Regions from separate parts of the Mus musculus genome. Here region 1 is linked to region 2. The links are chromatin contacts, called in public promoter capture Hi-C maps. All regions are on one chromosome and are shown on one strand. The core of a region is the stretch at or near the end of the contact, and the rest is flanking DNA. Distances in the headings are between cores, read along the strand shown.

Evidence for each region. Promoter capture Hi-C pulls out the DNA fragments that hold promoters and counts their contacts.
Region 1: a promoter capture Hi-C map of liver shows a contact between it and region 2, with 2.2 times the contacts expected there. The contact joins the promoter of Eif3m here to the promoter of Fjx1 in region 2.

The regions. Positions count from the first base shown.
Region 1 is chr2:105,013,929-105,019,977 of GRCm38.p6, forward strand. Eif3m (eukaryotic translation initiation factor 3, subunit M) reads right to left here and starts at 3,099. Exons shown (of 11, transcript NM_145380.2): 1 at 3,018-3,099; 2 at 842-974. The coding sequence starts at 3,059. Gm38521 (predicted gene, 38521) reads left to right here and starts at 3,193. Exons shown (of 2, transcript NR_165821.1): 1 at 3,193-3,275; 2 at 3,742-6,049.
Region 2 is chr2:102,447,370-102,453,103 of GRCm38.p6, forward strand. It overlaps Fjx1 (four jointed box 1), which reads right to left and starts at 4,423. Exons shown (of 1, transcript NM_010218.2): 1 at 1,997-4,423. The coding sequence starts at 4,219. The coding sequence ends at 2,867.

The sequences.
Region 1 (6,049 bases), core at 1,849-4,348, 2.6 Mb after region 2:
CGTCCAATCTGGCACACATTTCTAGTATTTCAATACAAAGATGCTTAAAATACATAGCTTGCCTACTGTGAAAGTTAGAGAACACCTTGATTTCAGGGAGAGCTTTAAGACTACAGCATCCATGAACTCTCACCTCACCAGCACCACTGTAGCGCCAGCATTTACACATCCACGTTTTCTTTATGATTTCCATTGGCATAATACACAATCATCTTGAAATTACTAGCTGGATTTTAGGTCAGGAGGTCTCAACAACTGAAGAAAACTTTGTACCTCATGTAGAGAATTATTTAGAAGTGAATGGCTGTTATATTCCTGCTGCTTAACTCATTTTCAAGTATTAGAGATATTAATCGCTCTAAAAATTTAATATTTAAACTTTAACAAATATTTCAGAGTTCACAGTACAGAAACTATACTGACTATTGAGAAGCTGTATCTCAATGGGCAGCAGCTGAACAATTAAATATTAAATTAAATATTACTTGAAATAACACCCTCTTTGATGTCCATCCAAACGCTTCAGTTCATTTTAAAACCATCAACATCAAGTATATGTACAAACACACACACTTTTTCCGTTTTTTTAAAAGGTTCCCCCAGAACGGCTTACTTTATAGGTCTAACAGAAAAAAACCCTGAAATTATATGAAAATATTACATTTAAAACTAACTGAAAATATTTAATTGAAAAATATCTTCATAATTATTTTTGATTGTATTCTTTCCCTTCTACATTGCTTAAAAATCTTAAGTCTCAAACCAAAGCATATAACTGACAAGAAAAACTTTAAGGTAGAGAACTTGTAAGAAATATTTTGTAGAATGAATTAAAACAAACCTTTATCATCTTCCTTCAGACACACATCACAGGCTTCAATAATCTGAGCTAAATCTACATGAAGTCCACCTTCCGAGTTTTCTTCTGAGAGCTCAGCTCCTTTTGATTTCAGATAAGCTCGAAGTTCAGCAGCCTATGAATCAAACAGGGTTGCTAAATCTCTAGATCCACTTGTAAAAATCAAGTTATGATAAAACACAAATATCAAACTCATCTGCCCTGCTTCCAAAGTAACATGCAAGTGCTAACTAACTACCCTCCAATTGTGTTGATTCCCTCCCTCCCTCTACAAAGTCCACGCAGACACATAGTTCACAAAGATCATATTCAGTTTCCTGCCACCTGTATCCACTGGACTTCCAGTCTATAGCAAATGCTTTACTTATTTCATTTAAGCGGTCTCCACTGGGAGGGATGGGGACTAAAGATACATCAATCTGACTTGGCAAAGTTGAAGAGGTTTTTTTCCCCCAGTAAGTGAAAATTTTATAGCTGTCAAATGTATATATAAATAGCACTACTAAAATCACAGTCATCATCCGGACAATAGTCTATTCATTTGCTAATAACTTGAGAACCATTTGAGACAAGCATTTTGGGAGATACCAATATAAAAAGATAATGCCTGTCAGTGCAGCCTGCATGAAAGTGTATGTGTATCAAATTGTCTATCAATGCACTGTATAACAAATATCTTAAAACATAACATCACTCTCAGAGGCAGAAAGCACTTTTGGTACTATCAAAATAACTACTAAAATAAGTCATTTGGATGTTTCCTACTTTACTCTCTAGTTAGGATCTTTAACAACGTTTTTCCTTCGATGGTTTAACATTCATGCACTGAAACAGAAATGTAGATGACTTAAAGCTAACAGAATAAAAACTTAAAGAATCACAGTATAAAGCGTTCCATTAGAAAATGCACAGGTGCCAGGGTGAGGTGGTGGGCAGGGTGAGGTGACATATAACTGTGACCACAGCACTTGAGGCAGAGGCAGGGGGATCTCTACAGGTTCCTGGCCAGCCAAGGTTTAACAAGCCATAGTGAAACACTTCCCAAATATCAAAACAAGAAGGGGGTTGGGGAAAGAAAAAGCACGGATGTCAAATTGTCTGGACAAAGCCAAAAGAGCCTTGGGGAAAATAACCAACATTTTTAATCCCACAAATGTGTTTGGTGACCTCAGAAACCTAACAAACCCTTAGGTCTGATGGAATTATTTTTCCAAACAATAGCATAGTAATTTTATACAGAAGATGGCATGGTATTATAAAAAAGATATTTTGAAAACTCAAGTGTCATATTAGAAAAAGCAAAATAACAGCAGAAATCATTCTTTTTCTTTATGACACAAATATATAATCTAACCAAGATGTAAAGAAAGCATTTGTTCACTTCCTGCTTTACAAATCTTTTTCTAAGAATTAGTTAAGTTTAATGTTTTTATATCATTCTTGCTGACAACAAGACACTCTACAATATGGCCAATGCCAAGGCTCTATTCAGCCCCTGGCCTGAAGTACCTTTTTGGTAAATACTAGTCAATGCCTGGGAACTCTAGCTTCCTCTGCTGTCAAATACTCTTAATGCGGCATCTTTCTATGTGTGCATAACTTCCTTTCTTCTCCTGTGTAACATATGGAACCCCAAGTTTCTGTCAGTGGGTATTATAAAAGCGTATGCATGCTCACGAAGAACAGTTTGGGTTGTAGAAAATTAAAAGACTGTCATCCCAACAATTAACCTCCTGTTACAGAAAAAGGAGAAGCCATCTGTCCTGTACACCCAGGTGTAAACCCCAATTAGTGAACTTCAAAGTGTCCAGGATGGCCCGCCAGATGCTCCTGCCTCCCAGCCGCCTGGGAACAGAAAACGCGAGCCAACTAGTAAAATGCATGCCACCGTCGCCTGTGGCCGCGGAAGGCCCGCATTCACACGCTCAAAGTTGCTCCTGCGGGCCACACGCGAACTTAGCAGACGCTGGTCCCTGTCCCCGAAAAGTTCTGGGTCGTCATCGACGACTGCGGACGAGCCCTGGCGCCCACCGGGCCCGCATCCGGACCCTCGGCCGCGCACGCGCCGAGACCCAGGTCAGGAGAGCGCGCTCCCCCTCACGGGCTCCGTCCCGGGAATCCCCCGCACCCGTTGCCCCGAGGGCCCAGCATCGTGCACCTGGTCTTCCTCGCTGATATCGATGAAGGCCGGGACGCTCATGGTGAAGGCCGGGCTGCGGAAGACGCTCCGATCCAGAAACACGCCGACCGGAAAAGAGAGCGGTGCCGTACAGGGTTACGCACAACCGCTTCCGGGTCAGCCACAGAGGGCGGGCCTCGTGGGCGGGGCCCACAGTACTACTTCCTCCCCGCGGGCCTCTGCTTCAGCTCCTCGCAGGCTCCTACCTGAAATCTTCCCCTCTCCCCGGAAACTTAGGTGGGTTGGGCTAAAGTGTCCTCTGCCCGCCTGCTGCCTGCGGGTCACGGAACCCTACCTGGGCCAAAGCTTCGGGAGCCTAGAGAGCTCTTGCTGCCTCTGAGAGCTTTCCAGGTGCCCCCTGTCCCTAAAGCCTTGGAACTATTTTTTTTTTCCCCTGTGTTATGCTTCCCAGTTTGCTGGTCCAGTTGCTAGGCCATGCTCCTTGCTAAGTAAGGGTGACTAGTTTTCAAAGAATGCTCCCACTTAATTAATAAGGACTTATCCAGAATACACAGTGCCTCAGTGTATGTTAGGGATTGACTCCAGGATCCCTCCTCTAAGGATTCCAGAATCTATGGGGCTCAAGACGCTTACATAAAAATGGCTTAGTTCGTGTCTATATAACCTCCTGTGTACTTTAAGTCATCTCCAGGGCACTTAAAATAGCTAATCCAATGTAAATTCTATGTCCTCTGTTTTCTAGGGAATGACAAGGTCTGCGTATTCAGCACAGATATTTCTCCAGAATATTATAGTCTGCAGTTGATTGAACCTGGATGCAGAACTTGGAGCCATGAAGATCAAGAACATTGTAAATGCAACAATAAGGGGGAAATGCAATTAAAAAGTGGGCTGAAAAAGTAAAAACAGACTTTATTAGAGAATATACACATGGTATCCTCAGTTGATAGAATGTCCCCAATAAATGGCCTGTCAGGTATTTTCTTCCTTAATGATTGACATGGGAGGGCCCAGCCCACTGTGGGTGGTGCCACCCTGGGTAGGTGGCCCTGAGTTGCATTGAAAAGTAAGCCAAGCTAGCCACAAGGAGCAAGTCAGCAGGCAGCGAGCAAGCCTCTGCTTCAGTTCCCACCTCCAGGTTCCTGCCTTGGGTTCCTGCCATGACTTTCCTCAGCGATGGAGGTTAACCTGAGAGTTGTCAGATGAAATGAACCCTTTTTCCCCAGGTCGGTTTTTGGCCAATATTTTATCATAGCAATGGGAAGCACACTAAGACAATCTTCCTGGAGTACTGGGTTACAATGTGGAATGAGTGTGTGTGGGGGGGTACGTTCTCAAGGAAGAAAAGGAAGAGAGACTGGTTGAAAAGAGGGGAGCAGATTTCTGAGGGGGGAGAGGAGAGAAGAGAGGGTGTAAGAGGAGAGTGGGGCGCTGAGCCAGAACATATTTATTAGAATGGTCTTCTCAGAATTTCAGGAGGGAGAAGATACCCAGTGGTCCTGTAAACACACTAATATACTAGTTAACTAGGCCAAGGCCCGGGCACTGAAGCTGGAGGGCAACCCTTGCTCATCATCACAGCAATCTTTGCTTTGAATTTTGAAAGGTGACTTTTTTTTTCTAAGATTAATACTTTTCAACCTTGCTTTCAGCTTCTTTCCCCTTTCTTGATGGAAATTTGTTTCAAATGTTAATGTTGCCAGCTTTTTCTTCAGTATTTTATTTTAACTCATCAATAAGTCTTTCTTTAAAAATACATATATTTTGTTGAACATTTTAAAACCCTATTTTAATATTAGCCCCGTCCCTTACTCGCCCCTTTTTTCTGATTTCCTTTATTCTATGACTTTGTGAAGTAAAAGAGGTGACTTCAGGGGACTTTTGAGAAGGAGGTTTCAAAAGGATAGAGACAAAATTATTTGAATCTTTAGATATTTACTCATTCGCTAAAAACATATTGATCTCTCTGACAAAATTATGTACCAGCAGGTGGTTGACCTTCCAGAGAGAACAAAATTAAAGCATGCAACTTATTTATTGTTTATGTTATTGTGATGGAACCAAACCCAAGGCTTTGTGTGGACTAAGCAAGCTTTCTATCACTAAGGGATTAACTGTCATATTAAGGTTTTAATTGCCATGATGAAACACCATGACTAAGAGCAAGTTGGGGAGGAAAAGGTTTGTTTGGCTTCCACTTCCACATCATTGTCCATCACTGAAGGAAATCAAGACTCTAGCTGATGCAGAGGCCACGGATGCTGCTGCTTGCTGGCCTGCTTTTCATAGCTTGCTCAGCCTGCTTTCTTGTAGAGCTCAGGACCACCAGCCAGGGATGGCATCACCTACAATGGGCTGAGCCCTGCCCCACTGGTCACTAACGGAGAAAATGCCTTACAGCTTGCTTGCAAGCCCAATCTTATGGAAGCATTTTCTCAAAGAAGGTACCTGCCTCTCAGGTAATTATAAATTGTATGACACTGACATAAAACTAGCCAGCATACTCCTTTATAATTTTTCAATGACACTTTTTGTCAAATTCATTTCTTAATTGAAAAAAGACCCTAGCATTATTTTTCGTTAATAAAATGTTTTCTGATAATCTTAAGGTTTTTCTTTAAACACAAATCTGCCTTAGACAAATGGTACAAGAAGTACTATCTACTATATGACAGGAAGCATTCTAAATGCTTAAAAAAAAAAGTTTAGAGTCAGTTGAAACTGGGGTTAGCTGATGCTAACCTATGCCTGATATAAAATGGGGTCACTGGTATGTTAATAGCAGTAAAGAGTCACCCCTGCTGATAACCACACATACAACCTTCACTACTATATTATCCTTCTTGAGACTTTCACAAACTGTCCTCAGAACTTCCCAAAACAGAAGGAGCTGAAAGTTCAACAAAACCCTATATATTCTGAAAGGCAAAGCCATTTTTCTAGCTGATGTGGCTGTTTGTTTTCTTTTGAGGTGAGCTCTCACTAGTCCAGGTTGGCCTTGAACTCAGTGTGTAACTGAAACTGATCTTGAAGTCCTGACTCCATTGTTC
Region 2 (5,734 bases), core at 3,173-5,672:
CGACAAACACTTTGCTGAGTTAATTTATCACCGCGTATCAAGACCGATCTTGACCTTATAAACAGCTAGATTTGGCTTTGTTAAAGAGCCTAAGTAGAAGTTTCCTGGAGCATAAGGGGAAAAGATTTTTTTTCCCTTAAAGAGAAATGTGAATTAAGGAACTTTTTTTTGCATGCTTCGTATGTGTATGTTTTATATGTTAACATTTAAATCCCACAGTGCACGGACTGAATCTCCATTTCACAGATGAGGGAACTAAGTTAAATGATGTGCTGAAGGAAAGTATGTGAAGGGCAGGATTCAAGATTATAGTCTCCCTGCAGAACCCATTACTTTTTTCCCAAGTCATCCCCAGTTCAAAAAATGAATTGTCCCAAGGAGCATTGACCATAGCACAATCTTAATGGATCTTTCATTGCCCCAGTCTACCGACTAGCCACAAGGAATACCAACAGTTAAAGTCCTTTATCTGTACCTTTGTCTGTAATTATGCCTTGGTTCCCTTAACAACGCTACCATGTAATTAAACCGATTTTGCCAACGGGCAGCTATGCTTCACTAGAGAATCTGAGTAGAGCCCTTCCCATTAGGCTCTGTTTCCTGTTCATGTTACCCATGGTCAAGTCTGGGCTTGGAGCTGAAGCCCAGGAAGAATGTCTAGAATGCTGTTGGCCCAGAACGTGTGCATGCCCACGGAAGCTGTAACGGGGCAGGGTGCAGTTCTTGTGCAGCCGGTGAAACCCCTAACTTACTTCTACTCATTGCTCCCCTCAATGACATGTGCTGAGGAAAAAAATGCCAGTGGCCTAATATCTACCCTCCTCTTGGAGCAGCCTCCATTAACTTCCACAGCAAATCTCACAGTTATTAATCATCAGAAATGAAAAATGTCTCTTTTTCAAAAGTGTAATTATCAGAGGTCTCACCGTGTCTAGAAAGAAGATGTATTTGCCATTATCAGCACATTCTGTATTTAGTCTCTGAAAAAATTTGGCTTACACCACACAGTTTATGCACTGTATTTTTCTTAAAGCTAGACTAAGGCTCTGGAAACATAAGGATAGCATTAAATAATTAAATTACATACTATGTTATAGTGCTGAGTGAGAGGGGGGACCCACAGAGACTTAATACTTTCCTGCGTCCATAAAACTCAAGGTTTGCAAATGCAAGTCAAATAAAAAGCTATTAGGGTTGTGACTGAGAGTTGCTTGGATTGAAGATCATTAAATGAAAATGCAATAGGAAAGGTCACTTGGGCCCAGACACCAATCCAAATTTTCTAAATTTTAAGTTTCCCATTGTCCACAATCCAAATGTCATTGCCTAAAGTACTTATTGTTCCCTCTCTTGTCCCAGTGGCTGCCTTGAGAGGACATGCAGTTGTTGCTAACTAACCCCCCAAGCAGCCCAACCAACAGAGCACCAGGAGTCCAGATGTTGGAGATTATGATCTCTTGAATGCAGTGAAATGTATGCCAGAGATTAAAAGGCAGAATTAATTTATAACACCCTCTACCTGTTTGCAATCTGTGCTTAGCTTATTATCTGCACACATTGTGCTGCAAGGCAATTACAATGTTGGAAATAACCTGCAGCACGTGACCACTGCTGTTAAGTTTAAAAGGGGGCATTTGTCATGTTTTAGTCTGCACATCTGGTTCTATCATATTTACCACATGATTAATATAGGAACATATTACAGTGAAACCCTTTCATATCATTTTTATTTGCTAGGAAATGGAGCACTCTTCTTTCATCTCTTCCTGTTCCCTCTCTCCCTTTCCAGGCTGAACTCAAATTTCTAGTCCTAAGGTCCATTTGAGGGAAGACAGAGAAATCTGCTTTTGCCTTTGTTCAGCTCCCCAGCCCCAACCACAAAGGGGGTGGATCTGCATCCTCTGTTTTACAAAGCACACCCACTCGCCAGAGAAAACTCAACCCCATTCCAAAAGGAGATGAGACCAGAGCCCTCAATCAAATCAAACCTCATGAATTAAGTTCTAAATTTTAAACTCCCTTTTATTGAAATATAAGTTTGTTTAGTCTATTTACAGCACAATTTATGCACATATATACACACAGAAGGCAAATTCTGTCAAATAAAAAAGTTTTCTTACTAAAAAATTAAAATTAAAAAAAGTAAAGTGCATGAAACTGATTTTTTTCCCCCTCTGGTGAACATCATCATTGTCAATTTTGGTCAATTGGGAGACGCAGGAAGAAATTCATTATTGACTCTGCTTATAACTAGTCCTGAATTCATAGCCTTCAGGCCAAAATGATAGGAGTTCAGGAATGGGTGAGACAAACTGTCAGGGTCTGGAGGGCTCCCAGGGGCGGGGAAGTCTTGCTCTCTTTGTCCTATCCAGAGCTGTCCCTCAGCTTGGAACAGTTATCTCACCATCGCGCGCCGGAACAAAGGGCGAACACAGGAAGGGGGTTTCACCAGCCCTTGTCACAGCCTGCTCTGGGGCCACCAGCGCTGTGTTTAGTAGGAAATAGAGGAATTAGCTCAAACGGAAGTTTTCCTTTTTGGGAAGGGGTGGAGGGGGCGACAAAAATGGACTGCATCTCCCAAAGAGACTGCCATTCCCGGGCCAAACCCCAGCAGCCAGTTTCTTCGGATCCAATCTCCACACAAGCACAGAACTCTTTTTATAAGCTAGGTGGAGGGAATGTTACACTTCTCGCCTCGGTGAGTTTGCCCTTCCAGAACTTGGAAAGGAAACAGCCTGGCATGAAAAGAAAGGGGCAAGTGGGTAACACACAATTTTTTTTTTTAGACAGCTTGGCGATCAGACCATTGGGTGGGCGTTGGCTGGTTGGTCGTTGCCCGTGGCAGAGAAGACAGCCCTAACCCCCATCATTCATACCCCAGTCCCTCTCTTCCTCGGAGTGTTATTAAGTCCCCGGGCCGGCGGCCGTACTTGGCCTTGCAGTGCAAAATGTGTTTGGCGAGGAAGTCAAGGCGGCGCTGTAGCAGCTGAGCGTGGGGTTCTGAGAGCTCCGCCAGCTCTGGGAAACGCGGTTCGTGGCGACTGTAGAGGCGCAGCAACCGGGCCGCCGCGTCCTGACCCCGGTGCAGCTCCAAGACGCGCCTAGCAGTCCGCTCTCGGAATACACACACCGACTGTAGCAGCGGTTCGTTATACTTGTCCCACATGCCGGCTACCCGGTAGCCGTGCACCAAGCCCGCCTCATTGTCCAGAAAGACCAACGCCCCTCCTGGTCCTCGGTGCAGGTTGCTCGTAGCGCGGTGCATAACGCGTGGGTCCCACTGTAAGCTGAAGAGGTTGCTCACAAGCCGGTCAAAGTTGGCCGTCAGGTAATCGAAGAGGATCAGATCGGTCCATTGTACCAAGTCCACCAGCTCCGCCTGGCTGAGGTTGGTCAGCTCGCCCCCGGCGTCGCGCAGGGGCCGCAGACGGCCGTCCTCTGATCGCCAGGGCTCGGGCACCACCACGTCGGTGAGGTTAGGCAGCCAGCGCGTCAGGCTCACCACGCTGCCCTCGGTCCAGTGCGCGGTGCGCAGCTCCTCCTGCACCTGCACCCACTGCGCGCCCCGAGCCTCCACCCGAGCCAGTGCCAGCGGCGGCACGTGGCGCTGGAGGCCCAGCAGGCGCGCAAGGTAGTAGGACAGGGCCTCGCCCTGTATCTGCTCTGGGTTGATGCCGTAGCGTACACAGGCACGGGTGCCGTCGGCAAAGCGGGCTAGGCGGTTGGAACTGCGTCCGCAGCCCCCGCGATCCAGAGCCACCACCCGAGCACCCCGTGCCACCTCCAGCCACGCTGCTGCTTGGGCTTCGGAAAAGCCCCGGGGAACCTGCTCCTCCAGGCCGCGGCTCCAGAAGACGCCCCCGTGCACCGCCCTGCGCTCCTCTGGCCAGGACAGCCCGGAGGGCTCGTGCCGCCCGCGGTCGTCCTGGTGCCTCCTAGGCGGGTTATCCGCGCCGGCCGCCAGGGTGAGCAGCGCCCGGAAAGTTTTCAGGGAGCCGCCGCGGGCGTCCCATACTAGGGGCGGGGGCAGAGGGAATCGCGGCTCGGGCGCGGGGCCGCCACTCTGGATCGGATGCGGAGGGAGTCGATCTTCGGGCGGCCGGGAGGCTGGCAGCTCGGTCCGCGGTGGCAGGAGTCCTCCCCACAGCGTCAGCAGCGAGCTCAAAGCCAGCAGCCAGAGCCCCGCGGCGGCGGCGGCGCCCCGCATCTTCCTCCCCATGCTCCTGCCGGCGCGCCGGTGCCACCGCCGCCGCTTCAAGCCAAGCCCGGGCGCCCGGGTGCGGGCGGCGAGGCGGGCCCGGCTGCTAGCTGGCTCCGGGGCTTCGGGTGCCGGAGCCCCATCGCGGCCGCGGAGCGCTGCGGGGCTCTGGCCAGCGCTCTGCCCCGGCGCTGGGAACTCGCCTCCCCGTGGCTTCCCAGCAGCTTTTGTATTTCGCTGTGAGACCCTCCGGCGGGCGCGATTCACAGGCGCCCGGACCACGTGGGAGCGAGGGGGATCCCCCTCCCCCTCCTCTGCCGCCTCTCCCCGCCCCCCACTCCCCCGCCCCTTCCCTTCCTCTTCCCCTTAAAGCGGCAACCGATCCTTCCAGGAGCGAGAGGTGGCCCCACGTTCTGTCCCGGACTTCGGGGCGGGGAGGAGGCTGAACTGAGGGCGTCCGTGCGGGGGCGTCGGAGCGGGGGCGGGGGCAGAGACCAATTGTAGGGCTTGGGAGTAGCGGCGTGTCCGGTGCTCTTGTTGGGAGTGGGATGATCCCCTTGTACCCTCCTTTGGACTGTGTCTGATCTGAAAACTTCAGACAGCCCCCCACCGCAGTACAGGCAGGGGTCAGGGTGAGTCCTTTTGCTACCTCACTTGGTGTGATTCACGCTGGCTTATGTAAATTCCCCGGAAAGTCTCGAGCCCTAGAGGATGTGACTCCAGCTGGGAGAGGAACCATCTGTAGCCAATGACTTTGAACCCATAACCTCTCTCCAGATGCAAGCTCCCCGGTATGGATCATTGCAGGCTTGAGAGCAATGAGGTTAACTTCTGTGACTTTTCTCAGGGATGCTTGGAATTAAACCTTGCTGTGCAAGTTGGACAGCCAAGTCAGGTCCCCTGGTCGCATGCCACTTGGCTTTCCCATTTTAAAGAAAGTTCAATATGTAGAGATAGGGATATCTAGATAGATATAAACACTTATTGTCAACATTCTCACCTTGTTTTTAAGTTGTCATTTAGTCAGTCACTTTATTCCCAATTATAAATTTCTCCCAAACAAAGGAAAATAAACAATTGTTTTACTAGTTTAGTGTAAAGGAAAAAGGACTAGTGGGAAGTGGGGCAGTGAAGAAAAAAACAAACCAACACATTATAAAAACTGATGCATCTTCCTCCAGACTTTCTTGGATTTAATTTACCAGCAAATCTCTTGGAAACAAACTGAATCTTTCCTTTCCCTTCTTGTATCCCATATTTCAAACTGGAGATTCTTAGTCATAAGATCAGAGCCGTGAGGGGTCCTGAGAGCCAGAGCTGGCACTGCCAGGGAACTGTCCCAGGACAGTACGTATGCTAAGCAGGTTCTCTTCTGACTCCTCCCCGAGTCCTACAGCCAGAGTTTAAAATCGGTTTCTTTCACATTGTGTGTGTGTATGTGTGTGTGTGTGTGTGTGTGTTTCCTTTCCCTATATTCCTCTCCTGGGAACACATGCGAGGTTTCAGCTGGGCTACATCTGCCTGTGCTGTGTATAT